3 separate regions of the Mus musculus genome follow, and all the other regions are linked to region 1. The links are chromatin contacts, called in public HiChIP or PLAC-seq and promoter capture Hi-C maps. All regions are on one chromosome and are shown on one strand. Each heading gives the region's core, a stretch centred on a gene start, on an enhancer-like site or on the middle of the called end of the contact. The rest is flanking DNA. Distances are from core to core; before and after follow the strand shown.

Evidence for each region. Promoter capture Hi-C pulls out the DNA fragments that hold promoters and counts their contacts. HiChIP or PLAC-seq counts read pairs in DNA pulled down with a chosen protein or histone mark.
Region 2: a contact with region 1 is called in a promoter capture Hi-C map of embryonic stem cells, with 5 times the contacts expected there. The contact joins the promoter of Rep15 here to the promoter of Pthlh in region 1. A contact is called at or near these places in 7 of 39 promoter capture datasets (the 3T3-L1 cell line, embryonic stem cells, frontonasal cranial neural crest and 3 more), 2 of 484 Hi-C or Micro-C datasets (both in embryonic stem cells) and 1 of 9 other capture datasets (adipose tissue).
Region 3: a contact with region 1 is called in a FOXA1 HiChIP or PLAC-seq map of pancreatic cancer cells. The contact joins the enhancer-like site here to the promoter of Pthlh in region 1. A contact is called at or near these places in 8 of 39 promoter capture datasets (cranial neural crest, embryonic stem cells, frontonasal cranial neural crest and 5 more), 2 of 484 Hi-C or Micro-C datasets (nephron progenitors and uterus) and 2 of 115 datasets of contacts at active chromatin or transcription factors (embryonic stem cells and pancreatic cancer cells).

What each region holds. Positions count from the first base shown.
Region 1 is chr6:147,261,348-147,265,285 of GRCm38.p6, forward strand. It overlaps Pthlh (parathyroid hormone-like peptide), which reads right to left and starts at 2,666. Exons shown (of 4, transcript NM_008970.4): 1 at 2,238-2,666; 2 at 1,923-2,048. The coding sequence starts at 2,023.
Region 2 is chr6:147,031,128-147,035,556 of GRCm38.p6, forward strand. Rep15 (RAB15 effector protein) reads left to right here and starts at 1,410. Exons shown (of 1, transcript NM_025620.2): 1 at 1,410-2,391. The coding sequence starts at 1,538. The coding sequence ends at 2,230. It overlaps Ppfibp1 (PTPRF interacting protein, binding protein 1 (liprin beta 1)), which reads left to right. Exons shown (of 31, transcript NM_001355728.1): 31 at 1-898.
Region 3 is chr6:147,504,338-147,508,600 of GRCm38.p6, forward strand. Ccdc91 (coiled-coil domain containing 91) reads left to right here. Exons shown (of 13, transcript NM_025911.2): 2 at 3,447-3,490. The coding sequence starts at 3,461. Among named protein-coding and RNA genes, the nearest start is that of Ccdc91, 31 kb to the left of the region's middle. Within about 2 kb of position 2,049, at least 41 of the 459 cell types and tissues checked have an H3K27ac peak or open chromatin away from gene starts, as enhancers often do. A contact at or near this core is called in pancreatic cancer cells and uterus, where this site is marked.

The DNA.
Region 1 (3,938 bases), core at 1,416-3,915:
TTCATGGAGCTAGCCTGATCTTGGGAAGTAGTCCATAAATGTTTTGTCCAGCATGTGTGCAAAAATAAAGAGTTTTTAAAAACCCTCCATTTGGCTATGATGATTTTAACTCCCTCAAAAAAAAAAAAAACCTCCATTGTGATGTGATGTGCTATTAAGCATTAGGTGTGGTAGTGAGTATCTCACAGTTTTATTAACCATGGCCAAGTGTGAGCGTTTAACTACACTATTATATTTCACCTACAAACAGAACGAGAGCAGAGTCCCTAGCTGCCGAATGGTTTCTGAGGAGTAGTTCTATAATATGCAACAAAGAAAGAGTTAAAAACAGCTGTAAGGACAGCTTAGTGCTATTTTTATTCCGTCATTGTAGACTCAAGCATGGCTCATTTACTCTCTCTCAAAAGAGAAAATAGGTATTAAGCAACTTTAAAGAAAAAGTTGGCTCTGTTCCAAGACAGAAATTCTTATCCAAATAAATACAGTATGTAAGTGTGCTTTTTTTAAAAAAAAATTTCAGCTCATCTGTATTTATATTTGGATGTTAGGTAATTGAATTTCACACAAGTCTCAAAAATGAGGGAAAAGTCTCAAGACAATTTCGAGAAGTAAGCCAGCAGTGCACTCACTCTTGGGACAATGCTGCCTTATCTCCAGTACAATGCTCTACACAACTTGCCTTAGGAGATTCATAATAGAGTTTCATTTTCGTGCCAAGATCCAGACATGTCTAAAGTAATTTCATTTAAAGATTTTCTGCCGAACTAATAAGAATAGACCAGAAGCAGGCGCTGAACAGTCGCCTTTTTGTATACCCTCGGGAGTTTACAAGAAGCACCAGGAACCTGACTGTAAATATTAGGTAGATATTGCTGCTTCTCTTGTGAGGTGAGCAAGTCCTCCTAATGCCTTCTCCAGAGCCAAACGACTCATTTCTTAAACTTTATGGTTTTCCCATCTTGAACAGAGTCTGTGCTAAGAGAGCAGCCCTAGACGGTATTACATCGACATCGATGAGACAGACAGATTCAAGCATGCCTACTACTTCCCAAACACTGCGGCGATATTTTGCTGGTGTTCTTAGATGTATTCTTATCTCAAAGTCAAAATCACTCTTTAAGAAATCAAAAACTCAACCACCAGCTGAGAATGCCGAACTACAAGCTTTCAGACCACAATGCAAATATTTCGACTCCGGATTAAAGAACCGTTAGCAATAATTCCAGGAAAAAGAAAGTTTCCACGCCTAAAGTCCATTTTGGAGACAAGCACACCCGCCTTCCTGAATGGTATCGATACTAAAGTTGGACGTTTGCCATTAAAAAGTTGTTACTACTAAATTATATAATATGCTTTGTTATGTAACACAGTCCTGTTTTATATGCTTAAAATTATGTCATTCATAATAAAACTAGACACAACGTTTTTGCTTTTCACACACAGACTGCCACCCACATTTAGACATATCCACTCGCTTGTGTGCGCGCACACACACACACAGACACAGACACACAGACACACACACAGACACACACACAGACACACACAGACACACACAGACACACACAGAGGCACACAGACAGTTCCTGAATCCCCCAGTTTCCTGCTGAGTTTCAGAACCTCTCGGTGGATAAAGTAACTTTGGTGGTTCCCTGCAGACAGATATCTTGCCGGCCCAGGTTCTGAAAAAGACTCCCTCTTATGGAAAGGCACATCAAACTTGTTTCGTGCCTGTCCATTTTGGGGTCTCACCAGCTCTCTAGATGGCTTTCCTGGGCTCAGCCCCTTGCTAGCAGGTACCCCGTGACTGTGTCCAACTCAGGTTGGGACCATCAGGGACCCCTAGGCTTCCTCAGCATCGCCCGCCTCAGCTGGCGCTGGTCTTCCCCACCCCTCACCCCAGGAGGAAGACCGGTACTTACAGCCTGCGGCCAAGCCCCTCCACCGAACGCCCGCGGGAGGGCACGGAGTAGCTGAGCAGGAATACCAGGACACTCCACTGCTGAACCAGCCTCCGCAGCATCGTGCCGCTCGCTGGCTCTGGGGACCTGCAAGAGTGGAACCCGAGGGTCAGTCCCGGCTCTCCATCTCTTCCTCGCACTGCCCCGCTCCCTCTTTTGGAACCCCGTGGCTTCCCAACAGCCACTCCAAAGTCGAGGGCATCTCACAAGTTAGGAGGAAAAAAGAAAACAAGAAAAAGAAAGCAAAAAAGTGTCTCCGAGCCCCTGAGCACTTACTTGTGTAGGAATCAGCGCCTCTAACTGCGCCTCTCTCAAACCGCACAGGCAAAAAGGGACCCGAGAGGGGAAAAAGCAATCAGAGAGCTTCCTCTGAAAGAAGAGCGAAAACCGGGCGTTTTACATAGGCGTCGGGGATGCGTGGCGCGTTGCTGTGGCTCCCATAGCAATGTCTAATTAGTCTTGGCGGCAGCACTCTGGGTCGTGGGGCAGGTCAAACCCCTCTTCAAACGCGGGTGTTCCTCAGGAGTCAGCTGTCCTGCGCACCGGGCCTCTGGGTGCACAGCCACTTGCGGCAGAGCGCGTATATATACATAGCTGTCGGTCTACCTCCTTCGGTGGGCTGGTTGCTTCCGGAAAGTTGATTCCACAACGCCCTTGAACAAGTTGCAGGCGCGCGTGTCGTGGATGCGAGGGCCAGGTGGCCGCGAGGGCGGGTTCCGGCAGCGGGGCGGAGCGGCCCAGCTGGGGCGGCGCAGGTTGGAGAGTAGCTGTGAGCCCAGCCCTGGAAGGTTCACACGCTCCGGGGCCAACCTGCTGAGAAGTGAGCGAGTCGCAAAGAGGTGGCGCCCGAGGAACGCGCGCCGGCGGAGCAGGCAGGGGTGAGCGGGCCGGCGGGGGCGGGGAGCACAGGGGAGCCCGGAGCCACGGAGCCCCACCCCAGTCCTGGCCCGCGTGGGCCGATCTGACGCTCTCCTCCTCCTGAACCGGCCTGCTGTCGCCTGAGTGGCAGGTCCAGGAGTCCAGGTCCCTACAAACAGCAAGGAGGAACCCCGGGTGGCCTGAGAATCCCAAGAGTCCCAAGCTCGCTTGCAAGCTCGCATTGCACTGCATTCCTGCCTGGTGTGGCCTTCTCCTGGGGAGGGGACTAAACCTAGCACCCAGAAGAGCAAAGGCGATTTTGGGTCTTACTGTTTGGGAAGGGTTGGGGACATCACGTCTGGAGCAGGTCCTAGAACGGGTGTGTGAGCAAGGAAGAAGACCCACTTTGTGATCACAGACGACCTGGAATGCGCAGAGTCCTTCTTTCTCACCTTCTTCTGATAACCTACTCTATGTCCTGATAAAGATTCACTGAGTGCCCATTTGCTTCAGCTTCTCAGTGCTGCTGGGCAGGGAGTGGGGGTGGGGGGTGGGGGAGAAAGTTGTGAGTTACTGATTGTGGGTCTAGAGGTGTGTGTGTGTGTGTGTGTGTGTGTGTGTGTGTGTGTGTGTGTGTGAATACTAGTTTCCCCCCAGGTCCTAGATCACGCTGAAATGAACATGGGAACCACTCAAAGAAGTTTGCCTTCTAGACAATACTGCTGGAAAATTTCATCTGACTCTCTAGGAGGCTAGTGTCACTCAAAGACCTTTGTCAGACCTGGGCTGTGATGCTCTACAGACTTCTGGGGTGGGTACTCCTAGGACTTCTCACCCCTCCCCTCCCCTAAGCCTTGCTGCTCGCCAGCAGTTAAAGCTTTCAGCTGTCTTGGGCGGGGTTCCCTCTCATCAGAAGCCCTTGTCTCTTTCCCTTGATTCCTTTAAACTTCATACTTGTAAAAAAAAAAAAAAAGTTGGCTTCTTCCCACCTTAAAAAGAAACCCGGGAATTTCCATAACGTCCTTTAAGTGGTTAAGAATTTGTAACTGTTAGACATGTTTACATGGCACGAAAAGAGAAAGTTTGAACCTGTGACACTCTGTGATAACCCTTCCCCAA
Region 2 (4,429 bases), core at 160-2,659, 230 kb before region 1:
CCTTTGGATGCACTCATATACCCATCAGAAAAGTTTTTGTTAGAATAACTTTGGAAAAACAAAAAAAACAAACAGAACCTTTACATCTTAAGTTTCTTTTTTTTTCCCTTTGCTAAACTCATCATTATGTTGAACTAAGGAGTCCTGCCTAGCCATGTCGATTGTACCTTACACTCAGACTGTCAGCTGATGGGGCTTCGTATTATTTCAATCAGAACCCAAATATTTTAAAGCTGTAGAACATTTTCTAATGGCTATCCTGTCCAACAGCAGGTTGCTCATGTTTTCTGTCACACAGGGCCCAAAGGCTTTTTGTAAAGAAAATAGAAAGCTACAAAGCAGCTGTTGAGTGGTATGTGTCTATGAGTGTTTTCAGCAGGGTTGGAGACAATCTACTTTTCATTCAGGGCTACTCTAAATGAGATCCCCTGTGTTCTGGACAGGAGCTTAGACACTGGGGGACAGGTGGACAGGTCACTTTACAGTGATAGATCTGGTGATAGCTATTTCCAAATGTCAGCAGTATGCCGTTTTTATGCTCTGCAGGTTATAAAGCTGTTCATTGTGAACCTTGTAACACTGCTGGTTATTTCTAATTAAATTATCAGATGCTAACATGCTCCCATTCATGATTTCATGACAATATTGGCTTCTTCCTGTATTGGGGTTTTAGTTTAACATGAATAAATACCACCATTTGAAAGCTCAGTTTGTTATTAGAACCTGGTTAAAATACCAGCAGACTGTTACAGATGCCAAATATTCTTTATCAAGGACAATGTAACAACTGATGATATGTGATAAAGTTAAAAACTTTTGATTATATATTTTATTTACAAAAGTATTATGCAAAGTTTGCATTACCTTATGAGAGGAAATAAAGTCAATTGATAATTGCCTTGTGTATTTGTCATTGTTTCTTTGTTCAGAAAAACAAAGTCTTCATTTCTGGTGGAAACAGTAACTGATTTTTGTTTGTAAACTTGCACGTTTGATTGAGTTTTTTTGAATCAGACAAATTGAGATCTCTGCTTAAGAAGTACATATAAAAGGAAATGCCAGCAACCTGCCTGGGGAAGGAAGGGTCAGAACAGATGCGTCAAAAAAGGGAAACAGAAGAGACACAAGCTTAGAGACATTGGTTGGAGAATGTAGGAGTCTAACCCATACATTCACGTGCTGGTTTTATTTTGACTAGTTTTTAGAAACAGGAGCCACATCCAGGAAGAGATCAAATGTAGCCTGTACATAACCTGGAGTAGAGCAGGTGTTTTGTGTGAAATTGTCATTTGTCACTTGGCAAGCATCAGGAATCTGTGAGCACAACACACCCAGTTGACAAACGGGGCCCTCCCTCACATGTTTGTCTAGCCTCGGGTCTATATGGCTAGCCACATCAAGGAAGCTGTGGCATTAGGAAGCTGGTGGTGGCTTTAACAGATGTGGCTTTGCTGAAGAAAATCTATGAGAAAGAGGCAGTTCCCGGTGACATTCACATGCTGAATAGCTAGAAGCAGCATTTACTGGGTGTGAGAAAATGGGACAAAAGGCTTCACAGCAGGTAGCTCCGAAGGACAGCCAGGAGGTTCTTGCCATGTGTGAGGTGGTCAGTGCGGCTATTTCCCATGCAGCGCAGAAGCTGAAGGAGTACCTCGGGTTTGAGTATCCGCTGAGCAGACTCTGCCTTGCAGCGAGTTCACTGACTGAGGTCTTCCTCGTCCACTTCGTTACCTTCTGCCAGGAAAGGGGAGCGGATGAGTGGCTCACCACCACCAAGATGACCAAGCACCAGGCCTGGCTGTTTGGAGCAGACTGGATTTGGACCTTCTGGGGACCTGATAAGCAAATACGGCTTCAGGTGGCAGTGCAGACTCTGAGGATGGCTTCGCTCCCTCTGACGGACCCAAAATCCTGTGAGTCAAGGGGAGAGGAGTCTTGGAAAAAAGGCAGATTTGACAAGCTGCAAGAGTTCTGTAACTTGGTAGGAGAGGACTGTCTGGGTCTGTTTATCATCTTCGGTGTGCCTGGAGAACCTAAGGCTATCAGAGGCGTTGTCCTGGAGAGTGTCAGAAACGGGATGATGGAGAGCCAGCTGCCAGGACGAAAGGCTGTGGAGCAGTTTGTGCTGGAAACAAAGGACTGTATCTCCATCAAAGAGCTGCTAGGGAACTGTCTGAGTAAAAGAGATGGGCTGAGTGACATGGGCAGAGTTTACATCCGCATCCTCTAAACTGGGCATGTTGCTGTGACTGGCCTGTGAGACAGAACAGGAGGACAATCCCCAACACAGGGCTATCCACCCCCTACATTGACTGAAAGTGATCCCTGGGTTAAAACTTGCTAGTGTCCCAGTTACGGAAAAGAAAAGAAAAAAAAAATAGCTGTTGCTGTGTCTTGGGAAATTTTACTTTGGGTTTTGTTTATTCAAAACTAAAAATTGGAAGAGAAAATGATAAATTATACATAAAGTTTGATTTGGAAAAAAAAGTTGTCTTTGAACTCATCTCATAGTCACAAGCTTAAAATGTTACTGCTGTTGTAAGGAGAGCAACTGTTCATGAGGTGTGGTGGGGATGTCAGTTTTGGTTCAGGACTCCTAAAGAAAACTTCCCACTGCTGACCTTCTGAGCCCTCCCTCCACAATTGCTTCTTCCCAGCAACTCCACAAATAAAGGACTTTCAAAGTATTTAACATAGGGTTCAACTGGGTGTTAGCTATACCATGAGTTACTGAGTCACCGGTGAAATATGTGTATTCGCAGTAAGGAATGTATTTTCAAACACAATGGTCATATTTTCTAAAATGTCTTCTTGGGACTTAACAATATAAAGAGCAATTGCCACTATTTACTGACCTCGTGTTGGGCCCAGTGCTTTAAATATATTATTATAATTTGCACATGAGGCTCTATTAAGAAGTATGTATTTGGGGCTGGAGAGATGGCTCAGCAGGTAAGAGCACCCGACTGCTCTTCCGAAGGTCCTGAGTTCAAATCCCAGCAACCACATGGTGGCTCACAACCATCCGTAACGAGATCTGACTCCCTCTTCTGGTGTGTCTGAAGACAGCTACAGTGTACTTACATATATAATAAATAAATAAATCTTAAAAAAAAAAGAAGTATGTATTTGTTGCTATTTGTCTATGATGTGTGTCATTCCCAAGTCATGAGCTGTTAACAAAAAGCCAAGTCTCCACTTATGGCTCCAACTCTTCCAACAATACATAAGTGAGTTGACTCTTGAGCACAAAGATGTTCACCTGTGAGGAAGCTGGCTGTTGTTTGTCTCTGCCTCACTCCTGCTCTCACTCTGTGCTGCCCTTCCTAGCCTGTTCCCTAGTGTGGAACCCTTGCTGAAACGTGGACCATGCTGATGTGGTCGTGCAATGCTGTAATCCTAGCCCTGGGAGAGGCTGAGGAAAAATGGCCGTGAATTTGAAGCCCAACCCGGGTTACCTGTCGAACTCTGGGTTAGCAGGGGCTACCCAGTGGAACTTGTCTTCAAACAACATGGACCAAATCTCTACATACCTACCCTCAAAAAAAGGGGGGGGGTGCTTCTCATAGCCTTGATCCTCTCTGTGTTTGGGAATCTAGGGCTCTTTCAAGGCTGGATGATGACATTGTAAGGCAAGATGGTAGCAGGTAGCATACTGGATGGCCTTTAAAGTAAGCAGTACATTTGATGTTATGATCTGTGTCACTGGAACTTCTCTGTTCTACATCATTTATTTAGAAAGGCTCATTGTATAGAAAGGCTCATTGCAGGCCATTGAGTCTATACAAGACCACTGACATGTCACAGTTGCTGAGGATGGGATGCGGTCAAATCTGAAGCCAATGCTTCCCCATTTCCACTCACTTATCCTGGAGCTGGTTTTTCTCTAGTTGTACGTTCCTCCCTCTATTGATCCCAGCCCTTGCAACCTATTCTAGGGCTCTGGCATCTAGTTACAAATACCTAGTAAACTACCAATAGTGCCTATCTAATTGGCTCTCCTCTGTGACTCCATCTGTCCTCTCCAGGCCATTGTCACTTCACTGGGTACTTTGGAAATCCCTTTTGCTTTGTCTTACCTCTGCCCTAAAGAATCTTGTACAACTACTTTTTCTTTAGTTAAACCTCTGGGATATGCCATTTGATTTCTTCTAGATTCCTAATGCCTCCAAGTTTTTCCATTCAAAGGGTAAGGGTAAGGGAATAGGAAAGGTGTGATTCGTACTTCCACTCTGGAGGCTGGAGGCAGGAGAATTCCCATAAATTCATATCTAGCCTGGGATACAGTCTCAAAAGCAAACAAAACAAACATGGCAATACCTATCTTGTAGTGCCGCTATTGGCTGTCTGAAATCCAGTCTTCAGTGTTGAGCACTTACTCAAATCCACTGCATCCTTCCCTACCCAGCACACAGGATGTGCAGAAAAC
Region 3 (4,263 bases), core at 799-3,298, 240 kb after region 1:
TACTGCGCTGGCTGGTTGTAGAACTCTCTGGTACATGTCATCCCCCCTCTGAGTTTCAGAAGCTCCTCCCCAGTGCCCTCTGCCTTCTTCAGGCTGCTGCATGCAGTCTTCCTGCTTGGATGGAGCTGCGTCCAGAGGCCCAGTGTAGTCTTATAAAGGATATTATTTTGAGTTACTTTGCTGGTGGTTTCTGAGTTCTCTGTGTTCTTTATAGAATTCCTAGTGATTAGATGTTACATAGCTCAATCTGAAACTTTCTTATATTTCACCCATTTTCCATTTTCTTGTATATGCTTCATTTTAATGGAGTTCCCCATTATTTTCTATCCCACAATTCTTTACTTCATCAATTGTAATTTAAATCAAGACCTTCCAGTCTTACCTTCTCCCTCCTCCTCTCTCCCCTCATAAGCCTAGGATGTCCTGTTCTTAGTTCAGTGGTGTATGTCCTGTTGTTAGCTCTCAAAGGATACTATGTGTGCTTAGGACTTGCTCTTTCTTCCACTTGCTCTTTGTGGTGTGGTTTTCTGGTCTCTTGTTATTCCCAAGTACACTGGGAATCCTGTTCATACGTGTGTTAGGGATTTTCCTGTTGTGAAGAGACACCATGACCATGGCAACTCCTTTATAAGTGTTGCCTGTATAAGAGTTCCCTTTATAAGAAAATATTTAACTGGGGGCTGGCTAACAGTGCAGACATTTAGTTCATTCTGGTCATGGCAGAAAGCATGGCAGTGTGCTGGAAGGGTCTGAGAGTTATACATTTGTATTCTCGGGTACCAGGAAGGAAAAGTGACCCTGGGCTTGGCTTGAGCTTCTGAAAAGCTCATCCCTAGTGACACACTTACTCCAACAAGGCCACACCTCCTAATTGTCCCCTCCTTATGAGCCTATGTAGGCCATTTTCATTCAAAACACCACAGTCTGTGAGACAGAGGCACTGATGGTAAATGTGTGCGGATAAAGTGTGTAGGGAAGGGCTCCTATTCCAAGCTTTTAATTTCTCTTTTAGCATATTTAATCTCTTCAGTGACATCTGGAGTAACCAAAATGTTTAAGGTACATGCCCACTGTAATGCAGTACATGTCAGACCTGGAATTTCAGCCCAAAGTAAATGTTGGGCATCATTTTTGATCACTCTGTATTTTTAGAGGTATATTCTCTTGATGAAGCCAGAGTGGGGCGATTCTGACTAGTCTAGCCAGCCACCTTGCCCCAGGATACCTTCTGCTCCCAAGTTTTGGGGTCACAGAAGACTTTTTATATGTTTGGTTTCACTGTGAATTCTGGGGATCTAAACAATGGTTCATATACTTGAGTGGCAAATGCTTTATCTACTTAGCCTTTTCTCTGGCCCCTGTAACATTAGGTTATAAAAACCAGTGCTGTTGAGGTCAGGTTTGGTGCCTTAAGCCTTTAATTTCAGCACTCAGGAGGCAGAGGCAGAAAGGTCACTGAATTTGAAGACAACCTGTTCTACATAGCAAGTTCCAGACCAGCAAGGGCTATTGAGACCCTGTTTCAAGAAAAGAAAAGAAAACATAACAAAACACCCCCAAAACCAAAAACAAACAACCCACCCCCAAAATGTACACATAATCAGCAGCAAAAACATCTGGTATCTTTAGTCTTAAATATGCAGAAGGACACTGTCATAGGATTTGGATCTACGTTGTTTGTAGAAAGGCCTTAAAATAACATTTCCGTAGCACCATCTCTTAAGCTATCCAGGACACATTTACTTTTTGACAGTATGGAAGAGGAACTCTGCCTTGTCTAACTTAGGCTTGCTGGAACCTAGAGCACCCGTGGTCACCGCTCTGCTGTTTTGCGCAGCTCAATCAGAACTTAGGAATCTGTTTTCTTACCACAGGCGAACATGCTGTGTGCTTGTGTTGTCTGCTTGCTGGCACCCTTCCCATCCCATGTCAGGATGTGCCTTGAGAAAACACGGGAGCCTTAACTCCAAAAACTATGCCTTTGAAATGAACACCGCGCACAGAGTACAGCAGGGTTCACAGATGCTAAAAATAGTAATTGGCTCTGGAGGTTGTGGTACCCACGTGGAAGAGTGTGTGGTGTTTACAGCTTGACTGTTAAGTTTTTGGATACATATCGTCCTTTGCCATAGTTTCTTCCCGACAGATGTTGATCATAGCAGAATTCTCTTTAGTCAAGACACAGTGAATGTCACTTCATTTCAGAATAACCATTGTCGACAGTTCCTGGAAGTCCAGTTTATATTTTCTATAAAATATAAGCACTTGCATAGAGATGGCTAGCTTAGCTTTAATTTCTAGATTTGTAAACAGAAGTACACCTTTTGAGGCGTGTCGACCAGACTGAGTAAGCGGTGACAGAGTGGCTGTCTCTTCTGTGTTAGCCGTTCTAGTGACTCAGTGCTATTTATAAACTGATCTTATTTCCATCCACACACATTCTTTGTCCATTCTACTTTTTGTGCAAATAAATTGGCTTAGCCTAGTGAAAACAATCTGCGATGCGTGCGTTTCTTTGCTGTTACTTTTGTGAAGCGGGTGGCGTTTTCTTGATGCAGGTGTTGCTATGTGTTCCTCAAGATGTGGAGCATAAAGACGCCAGGGCTGCTCCACTGCATGTGGGGCTTCTGCTTTCCCGTACTCAGCTGCAGGGAGAGAGCGTAACACACTGCCATCCCTTCACCTTCCCAGGCTGTTCCTTCCTTGCTGTTTTAGCTTTGGGTGCTGAGCCCACGACACAGTGCATACCCTGCTGAAGCTTGTCTCTCTCCTACCTTGAGAGAGAGGACATGAGTGATCCTGGATGTTCTCATGTTTTTGCCGTGTCTCTCATGAACACACAACTTGATTTACCTTGATCAGCCCAGTAACTTGCTCCACATTTTTCCAAAAGTGCAAAGCAGTTTTAGCTAAAAATACACATATCAAATGCTCCAGAAGTCGTGGCCACAGCTCAAAAATGCTGATCAATTTTGAAAATCTAACTCAGCCCGGCCATGAAACCGAGGGAAGAACCTTTGTGGTGGGGACAGATTTCCAAAAATTTACCACAGTCCTGTTCTTAGCTGGAGTTTGTGCTGATGTTGCCAGACAGCTGAGGGGTAGATGCGGAAAGCAGGAAGCATTACTGATGGGGCCCTAGCGCCACTTTGGGAAAAGCAAATTAAAATGTAAAAGAATATTTTTCCACTCCTGGAGTCGCAACAGAAAATGGCAAAATAAATGGTTACTGAAAAGGTTCCAGAAATTGCTAATTTTGTCAGAAAGTAAAAGCCAATTACCAGCTGTTTTTTTTTTAAGTGATAAAAATGGACACATACAGTTTAAGAAAGCCTAATAATTTCATAATCTGGACGGAGTAGTTTTGATTTACAAAGCACTATCCTCCTTTAAGTCACGGGTGTGTTCTGACGCAGGTGGCTCATCTCAACTGTTCTGTGTTTCAGGTGCGGCTTAAAGAATGGATGATGACGACTTTGGTGGCTTTGAGGTAGGTGCTGTCTGTTGTTAACTCAGGGTAACAGTGAACTGTTAGGAAAGTGTGTTTACTCTTGTTGTTTCTCGGTCTGTTCTTTCTGTGTGTATCTTGTCTGCTGGTGCATGTGGTGTGTATCCAGAGGCCAGAGGACAACCTCTTATTGTCTCATATTTGAACCTGTTCAATTTTTTTTTTTTTTGATAAGGTTTCTCACTGGCCTGGAACTTGTCAAGTAGGTTATGTTGGCTGGCCAGCCAGCCTCAGACTGGCTTTCTTAGCACTAGAATTACAAATGCATGCTGCCATTGCCCAGATTTTTAAAAGTGGGTCCTGGTGAATACATTCTGGTCCTGTGTTGGCAAGGCAAACAGTTTACCAACTGAGCTATTGGTCTTACCCACAGGACCTATTCTGAATCACTTTGATATAACTCTGAAACATAGATTAAAATCAAGGAAAATTAAGAAACATCATCTACCTAAACATTGAGGTGTATTGCTGTTGAAGCTCTGATCTTGCCACCATAGGAATGGTTTAACTTGGGTAATTTATTGTGGCTGGTGAAGCATCAGGGAGCGTTTCTGAGATTGTCAGCCATGGATGGGACTGAGGGCACATCTTCAGAAAATGCTGGTGCACTGAGAAATGGGAGTTAGATGCCGTCATGGCTGTTCCCATCTGTGATGACATGTATATGCTGTCACAGTGTTCTCTCAGGTTTCGGTGGCATTCTAGAAGTGCCATTGTTAGCTGAAAATGCAGTATTTTCCTTAGTCCTTTCCAAC